2 separate regions of the Canis lupus genome follow, and region 1 is linked to region 2. Evidence: chromatin contacts called from public Hi-C data. All regions are on one chromosome and are shown on one strand. Each heading gives the region's core, a stretch centred on a gene start, on an enhancer-like site or on the middle of the called end of the contact. The rest is flanking DNA. Distances are from core to core; before and after follow the strand shown. Region 1 overlaps LOC119866432 (a long non-coding RNA gene). Region 2 overlaps VWF (von Willebrand factor).

Evidence for each region. Hi-C and Micro-C count contacts between places; a contact is called where the count stands out from the background.
Region 1: a contact with region 2 is called in a Hi-C map of skin fibroblasts, with 2.6 times the contacts expected there. The contact joins two enhancer-like sites. A contact is called at or near these places in 3 of 9 Hi-C or Micro-C datasets (amygdala, blood and skin fibroblasts).

Annotation. Positions count from the first base shown.
Region 1 is chr27:7,303,808-7,307,549 of UU_Cfam_GSD_1.0, reverse strand. The region is part of intron 1 of LOC119866432 (a long non-coding RNA gene); the gene reads left to right. Among named protein-coding and RNA genes, the nearest start is that of CD9, 12 kb to the left of the region's middle. Within about 2 kb of position 1,924, at least 8 of the 20 cell types and tissues checked have an H3K27ac peak or open chromatin away from gene starts, as enhancers often do.
Region 2 is chr27:7,210,791-7,214,450 of UU_Cfam_GSD_1.0, reverse strand. VWF (von Willebrand factor) reads left to right here. Exons shown (of 52, transcript NM_001002932.1): 11 at 3,361-3,497. Among named protein-coding and RNA genes, the nearest start is that of VWF, 45 kb to the left of the region's middle. Within about 2 kb of position 2,155, at least 5 of the 20 cell types and tissues checked have an H3K27ac peak or open chromatin away from gene starts, as enhancers often do.

The DNA of each region.
Region 1 (3,742 bases), core at 675-3,174, 93 kb before region 2:
ATGCGGCGTGGCTTCTCTGAGGGATGGGGACTTTGGGGATCCCTCTTGATGACCCAGGAGTCAGCCTGTGTGAGCTCACCCCCTCACCTACATTTTGGGATCACTGTGGAACCCTACAGAAAATATCCCACACATAGTAAAGTCCAAGAAATTCTGCCTCCCTTCTCTCCTGCTCCAGGCCACACCTTCTGGGTTCCTTAACTGTTGCACTCCCTCTGGCTACTGGGGAGTACAGGGTGCTGACCTAGGGCCAGCCTCCAGAATCTTCTCAGTGGGAGCACTCTCTTTCTCCTTAGGGGAAGCACTGTCCTGCTCACTGTTGCAGCCCCCCCACCCCCTGGGCCCAGCCCTCCCCTCTTCTCTGGCCTCACAGTGCCTGGTGGCAGACAAAACTCCTCTCCATGCCACACGAACCCACAGATGCTAATGCTTTTACTCAGCATGGAAATACTTCCTTATTTTTAGCTCTGGCCCTGGGCCATGCCACAGCTCCCCCCTCCAAGTGAACTTGTCCAGATCTGCGAGTTGTTTTCCCAAATTTGTGGCGTCGCAGGAATGTGCTCTGGTCATACAGCATTGCCAGGACTCTGCCCACACTCCTCTCTCCCAATCACCTTGTTTGCTTGTACACATCTGTTTTTGGCACACACACGCCCCAAAGTGTCTCCCCAGCTCCTTCCTCCATCTCATGTACCTGCCCTGTCTCTCCCTCCAGCAGAAAGGAAGAGTCCCAGGAAACTAAAGCTGGAGGGGACAAGGGAAGATGATGAGAGGAAGATACCATCTCCTTTTTGGCCCAAGGGGCTGGCTGGGGAGGGTGTTGTACGCTGCCCCCGTGCATGCGTGCGTGTGCATGCACGCACACACAGACACACATGCTGTGTCCTGCCTTGCATGGCATAGGGTTAGCTGTGGCTGGAGAGGCCAAAGTGGTTAACCCAGAGATTACTGCACTTTCCCTCCCAATTTAAATTTAAAATGAACAAACAACCCCCTTCTGAACAGAGTCTTAAACCAACAATGACACAGAAAACCAGGCTTCTAAATTGAGACCTGCGGTGTTTCCCATACTCCACCCCCACCCCCCCGCACCCACTGGGCAGACCGCATTCCAGCCTCTCAAGGCAAGCTTCAAGTCTGGGGAATGCTCCACTTCCAAACCTAGACTGGAAGTTCCCTGAAGGCATGGGACAGTTTGTTCTTATTGCTTTTTCATCCCTACATCCTCAGGGTAAAACCCAATTCCTGAAGGCCCACAGACTATGGAGTACTTCTCCCAACACCCTAGGTCCCCACTCCCCAGACTCTGGGCTGTTTCAAGAGTCAACAGGTGCACTCCTCCTGGGGCCTGGAAGGGCACTTGCTCTTCCCTAGGCCTGGGCCTGGATCTCATGCCCAGGATCCCTCCTTCTTTTGGATCTCTGCTAGTGGATGGCTTCTCAACTTTACAAATGACTCAGCCCAGCCCAGCCCACCTGTTCCCTCCTCCCCTGCTTTGTTACCTCCATAACCCTCCTCACCACCTGCCTCAGTCTACGGTTGATTTGTTGTCTTTGTCTCCTTCCACTTGAATGTAAACTTCACAGGGAAAATAGCTGTTCCTTTTATTTGCCATTCTATCTCTAGGGCCTATACCAGACCTTCAGTGAGTTTTAATACATATTTGTTGAAAAGGAAGGGAGTGCTTAATATGTGTGGATGCATGTGACTTGCAGCAGAAGCCTCTGGGCTAGGACAGCTGGGCCCCTGGATAAGGACATTGTCAAGGGAGAAAGGGGCCTCCTTGGCCTCCCTCTGAGGGTTAAGTGGTCACCCGCCATCCAGGTGGGACCCAGAGTGGGGAGGGCTGGTGTGTGGGACTCCCCAGGAGGCCCTGCTAGGCCTGGCCAGAGGTGAGAGGTCCCTGGCTCACCAGCCAGCTGTTCCTGCCCATCCCTTCCTGTGTAGTGAGTCAGCCAGCCTGGGGAAATGAGCCAGGGAACTGGCCCCAGTAGGGAGTATAGAGGGTTAGAGGTTAACAAAACAAAGACCTTGCTCATCCACCCCTCCCACTCTGCCCGTCAGAGATGCCTGTTCTGTATTCCCCATCTCTGTCTTGGTCAGTGCATACCTACTATGGGTTGATTGTCCCCCCACCCCCCTTCAAGTCATATGTTGAGGTACCTCAGAATGTGACTGCAATTGGCAATAAGGACAATTAATCAGTCAAGTTAAAATAAGATGATACTAGAGCAGAGTGTGGTCTAATCCACTATGATTGTGTTGTCCTAAAAAGAATGCCATGCAGATTTGGATGAATCTTTTTTTTTTATGATTTTATTTATTCATGAGAGACACACACAGAGAGGCAGAGACATAGGCAGAGGGAAAAGCAGGCTCCCTGCAGGGAGTCCAATGCAGCATTTGATTCCAGGACCCTGGGATCATGACCTGAGCCCAAGGCAGCTGCTCAATTGCTGAGCCACCCAGGTGTCCTGATATGGATGAATTTGAAAGATGTCATGCTAAGTGCAATCAGCCAGACACAAAAGGACAAACATATGATTCCACTTATGAGGCACCTAGAACAGTCAGACCCATAGAGACAGCCCACAGAGTGGGGCTCCCAGGGGCCAGGGGAGTGGGGAATGGGGAGTTAGTGTTTAATGCAGACAGTTTCAGTTCGGGAAGATGCAAAAGTTCTGGGATGGATGATAGTGATGGTTGCCCAACATAGTGAATGTGCCTAATGCCACTGAACTCTATGCTTCAAAATGGTTGAAATGGTAAATTTTTTTTTTTAAGATTTTTTTTTTTTAATTTATGAAAGACACAGAGAGAGGCAGGGACACAGGCAGAGGGAGAGATAGTCTCCCTGCCAGGAGCCCCACGTGGGACTTGATCTCAGGACCCTGGGATCATGACCTAAGCCGAAGGCAGATGCTCAACCACTGAGCTACCCAGGCATCTTGAAATGGTAAATTTTTTTAGCATATATTTCTCTCTCTCTCTCTCTCTCTCTCTCACACACACACACACACACACACACACACACACACACACTCATGAAGGCCCTGTGAAGAGAAAGAGACACGGACAAAGGGAAGACATTGTGAAGACACAGGGAGAACACCACCTACAGACCAAGGAGCAGCAGTGATGGCCCACAGACCACCAGAGGCTGGGGGAGAGGCTGAGACGCTGTCCCTCACAATGTCCATAAGAACCAGCCCTGCTCACATCTTCATCTCAGACTTCTGGCCCCTGGGGCCATGACACAATATGTTCCTGCTGTTTAGCACCCTCCTCAACCCCACACCCCTCTCTGTGGTAGGTTCTGGCAGCCCCAGGAAACGGATACAATACCACTCCTGGCCAGTAATGCTTCCTCTCCACGTCCCTTGAGTTCTGGAATTTAGGGAGAAGGGAGAAGAGGAGCTGGTTTGTGAGGATTCTTCTGGTTCTGGCTTTTTTTCATTCTATTTATTCTCTTGGTTGCTCCTTTCCTCTGCTGCCTCCTCCCCTGCTCTATAGTCCCCACACAATGTCTCAACAGTTACTTGTTCAACATCTTCTCCCCCATCTTCTCCCCCCCTACTAGACTGTAGGTCCAGGAGGCAGGGACCTTTTGTGTTCATTCAGGGCTGTGTCCTCAGTGCCTGGCTCTTTGGAGCACTCAGTACACATTGTAAATGGATGAATTCTGTAGAATGGGAAGGAATGAGCCTTGTTGCTTCACCACCCTGCTACCTCCTGGGCCCAG
Region 2 (3,660 bases), core at 906-3,405:
CACTTATTGGGTCTGCTTTAATTTCTAGCTGTTCTGCTTTTATTTTTATTTATTTATTTTTAAAGATTTTATTTATTTATTCATGAGAGACACAGAGAGACGCAGAGACATAGGCAGAGGGAGAGGCAGGCTCTCTGCAAGAAGGAGGGGCTTGATCCTAGGACTCTGGGATCATGACCTGAGCCAAAGGCAGACCCTCAACCACTAAGCCACACACCCAGTTGCCCCTGTTCTGCTTTTTATGCTATTTTAAGAATCACCTCTTCAGTGATTCACCACACTTCCATTGCCCACTTTCTCCATTGGGTGGTGGGCCAGCTGTTTGTGGGGAGCTGCCTTTTGCTGGTTGACCAACTATCCAACTGGGAATGTCCTGACTGTCGTGCTCCGGGCAGAGGCTGCGTGACTTGCCCTGTAGCTTTTATTCTGGTCAATTCTAGCTCCTGGGGCCAACTCCTAGCCCAGCAACTTCCCCATCTGTGTTCTTGGGTTTCCTGTGCTCTCAGTTTCGTCCTTAGTTATACCAAGTCAATAAGCTAAATGTAGTATTTAGACTTGATTCCTGAGGCACTTCAGAACACAGGTCAGTGGGGGTCAGAGCAGGAAATCAGATCGGACAATTAGATTCTAGCTCTGAAAGTTTTGCTTGTGAATGTTTGTTTGTACATGTTTGTACATTGACCCATCTTTTCCTAGGCCTTGTCAGAACTGATGCAAGTCCACTTTCATACTCAGATAAGAGCGCTCCTGAGAAAACAGAGAAAGGTCAGGGGAAGAATTCCCACCCACTTTATTGCCATCGGGTCAAGACATTAGACACAAAGGGCCACCCCACTCTGTTTGCAGGATGATGGTGGGTTCTGAGAAGTCGCTGTTTTAGAAAGGCTTTCCTGTGACCCCATGGATTTGGAATTTCAGCACATTTACAATCAGCTGGGATGACCCTTGCCCCCACCTTCCTGCCTGTGCTACTCTGCCTTCCATGGATGGTGACTCCTCACTCTTGCTCCCCTTTGGGGGCAACACAGTGGGAAGACACAAGCTGTTCCTACTTCAACACTTCTGACACCAAATGTGTGTGATTTTTCCCCAAGCTAACCAAATCTTCGACTTTCTGGAAACCAACTGGGTGTCCTATGGTTCAATTCTGACACTAACGACCAGGAATCAGTGCAGACCCAGCAGGTTAAGGGCTCGATCCCCTCAGACAGCCTGACTTCAGATGCTGATCATAAGTACAGGGTTCTCAGGGTGCCCCCATCTGTCTGGCTTGGCTACCAGTTGGGGGTTCCCACAATGCCTGATTCAGGGTCAGTAATTTGTGAGAGTGGCTCACAAAACTCAGGCATTTTACTTATTATTACTGGTTTGCTATGAAGGATATTATAAGGGATACAAATCAAAAGCCAGATGAAGAGATGCATGGGGCAAAGACCAGAAGTGTCCTGAGCACAGGAGCTTCTGTCCCTGTGGAACTGGGGTGTGGCCACCCTCCTGCTTGTGGATACATTGACGAACCCAGAAGCTTGCCAAGTCCTCTTCTTTAGGGGTTTTAATGGAGGTTTTATTACACAGGCATGATGGATCATCAATCCTCAGCCTCTCTCCTGTCCCTGGAGGCTGGGGGGAGGGGCGCGGGGTGCTGAAAGTTCCAACTCTCATCTTGCCTGGGTCTTTCTGGTGAGCAAGCCCCCCTGAAGCTACTACCCAGGGGCCCACCAAGAGTGGTTTCATTAGAGCAAAAGATGCTCCTATCACCCAGGATATTCCAAGGGTTTTAGGAGCTCTGTGTCAGGAACCAGGAATAAAGACTATATTTTTTATTATCACAGAGGGTGATGCTGACAATGATCTGGGGCCTCCCTAATTTCTCCTAATTTCTTCTGGGCTGAGTGTAGCTTCCTGTCCCAGGAAGAGGTCAGCTGCCCTGGGGGGACAGTCAGAGGACACTCATAGTACGCTGAGGCTCCTCTCCCTGGCCCTGCCTTCCAGCACACACCGAAGGCAGGACCACACCTGGATGCAAAGCTATGCCTGCCGTGCCCTTCAGTGCTAGTGTGGGCCTAAGGCGGCAGGTGGAGGGGGCCTGTGGAGCTTATCTTTGATAGATGAGCGGCTGGAATCTCTCTGCTGCCTCTGAGAACCCCCTGATCATGTGACGGAGCCAGCATCAGCCCTGGGGGGTGGGCCCAGGTGGCACTGGCTATAATACCCTCTCAGGCGGAACTTGAGGTTTAGACGGGATTAGTGCTGTGGAGAACAGGTGTCTGCAGTTTGGAGGTCAAGGGTGACTGGGTGGGAAGGAGGGCCCCCTACTTTTACAGAATGGCCATGGTGTGTGTCTATATTTATTTTTCTAAAATGTAGAAGGCCCAGATGGGAGGAAATACATAGAAGGAGTTTGGGAAGGGATCCAGATGCCCGCTTCAGCTTCAATGGGCCTATTGTAGTCTCTGGAGATGGGATTGCCCTGAGCTGGGGTGGGGCCTATAGGGGATCCCTGGAGACCTTGGCAGAGGTCCCCCACCCCACCCCACATGGACACTCTCCAGGATGTGTGGTCACTGGTTGGAAGTGCACAGGGCCAGCCGCACGGCTGGGTTGTGGTCTGGGGGAGGACGGAACAGGGTCAGGTGGAGGGTGAGCTGAGGGCTCTGCAATGGGGAATGATGAAGGGGAGTCCTCGTACCCACCCACAGATGTGTCAGCCTGAGCTAGGGAACTGGCTTGGGTGGTGGTGAGATCATGGGCAGATGGCCTCCTGGCCCCCCATTGGCCCCAACTGAAGTCACAACATTGACTTGCCCATGAGAAGGCCTTAGAGCCACCCCTCGGCTGCGGGGCGAGGATGGCGCCCTGGCCCCTGCCCTGCTGAGCCTGGAGAATGCCTGTCTCACCCCCCCCCCCCCCCAGTTCTCCATCTGGGCTGGCCTTTCTGCCTGCTTGCCTCAGAGGCCTCTCCTGGGTCAGGCCATGCCCCAGAGCCCCCCACAACAGCAGTGCAGAGAAAGGCCTCCCCCCAAGAGCCAGAACCTGTGGGGTGGCGGTGGGGAAGGACTGGGAGCCACCCTGAACTGGGAGCTCAAGCTGCGGCTTGTGTGTGTGGCTGTCACTTCTCTTGGTTGTCCTTTTGGTAAGTGAGGCATTGAGCTGAAGATCCACCTCTGGGCTCTTGTGGTGTGAGGTCTGGGACCTGAGTTAGAGTCCCCCCGTCGAACTTGTTTTCAGACTGGTGTGGGGAAGGATGCCTGTGGCGTTCCACAGGAGGTGCCCGGTGTGCCCATGCATCCCTCCTTTGCCACCCCAAGGGGAGCCCTTCCCCTCCTCCTGTGCTTACCGCCTTCCTCTGTGTCCCTCCAGGCGAGTGTCTGGTCACAGGACAGTCCCACTTCAAGAGCTTCGACAACAGGTACTTCACCTTCAGTGGGGTCTGCCACTACCTGCTGGCCCAGGACTGCCAGGACCACACCTTCTCTGTTGTCATAGAGACTGTCCAGGTGAGCTTGACTGCCACCAGTCAGGAGGTGGGGATGGGGTGGGGGCAAGGTGGTCCTAGCTCCTTTATGAGCTGCTGTGCTATGTGCTAGACCTCGCTCCTCCAGAGACTGGAGCGAGGAGGGAGAAATCTAGGGTGCACACGGCTCCCCTTGAGGATTGAAG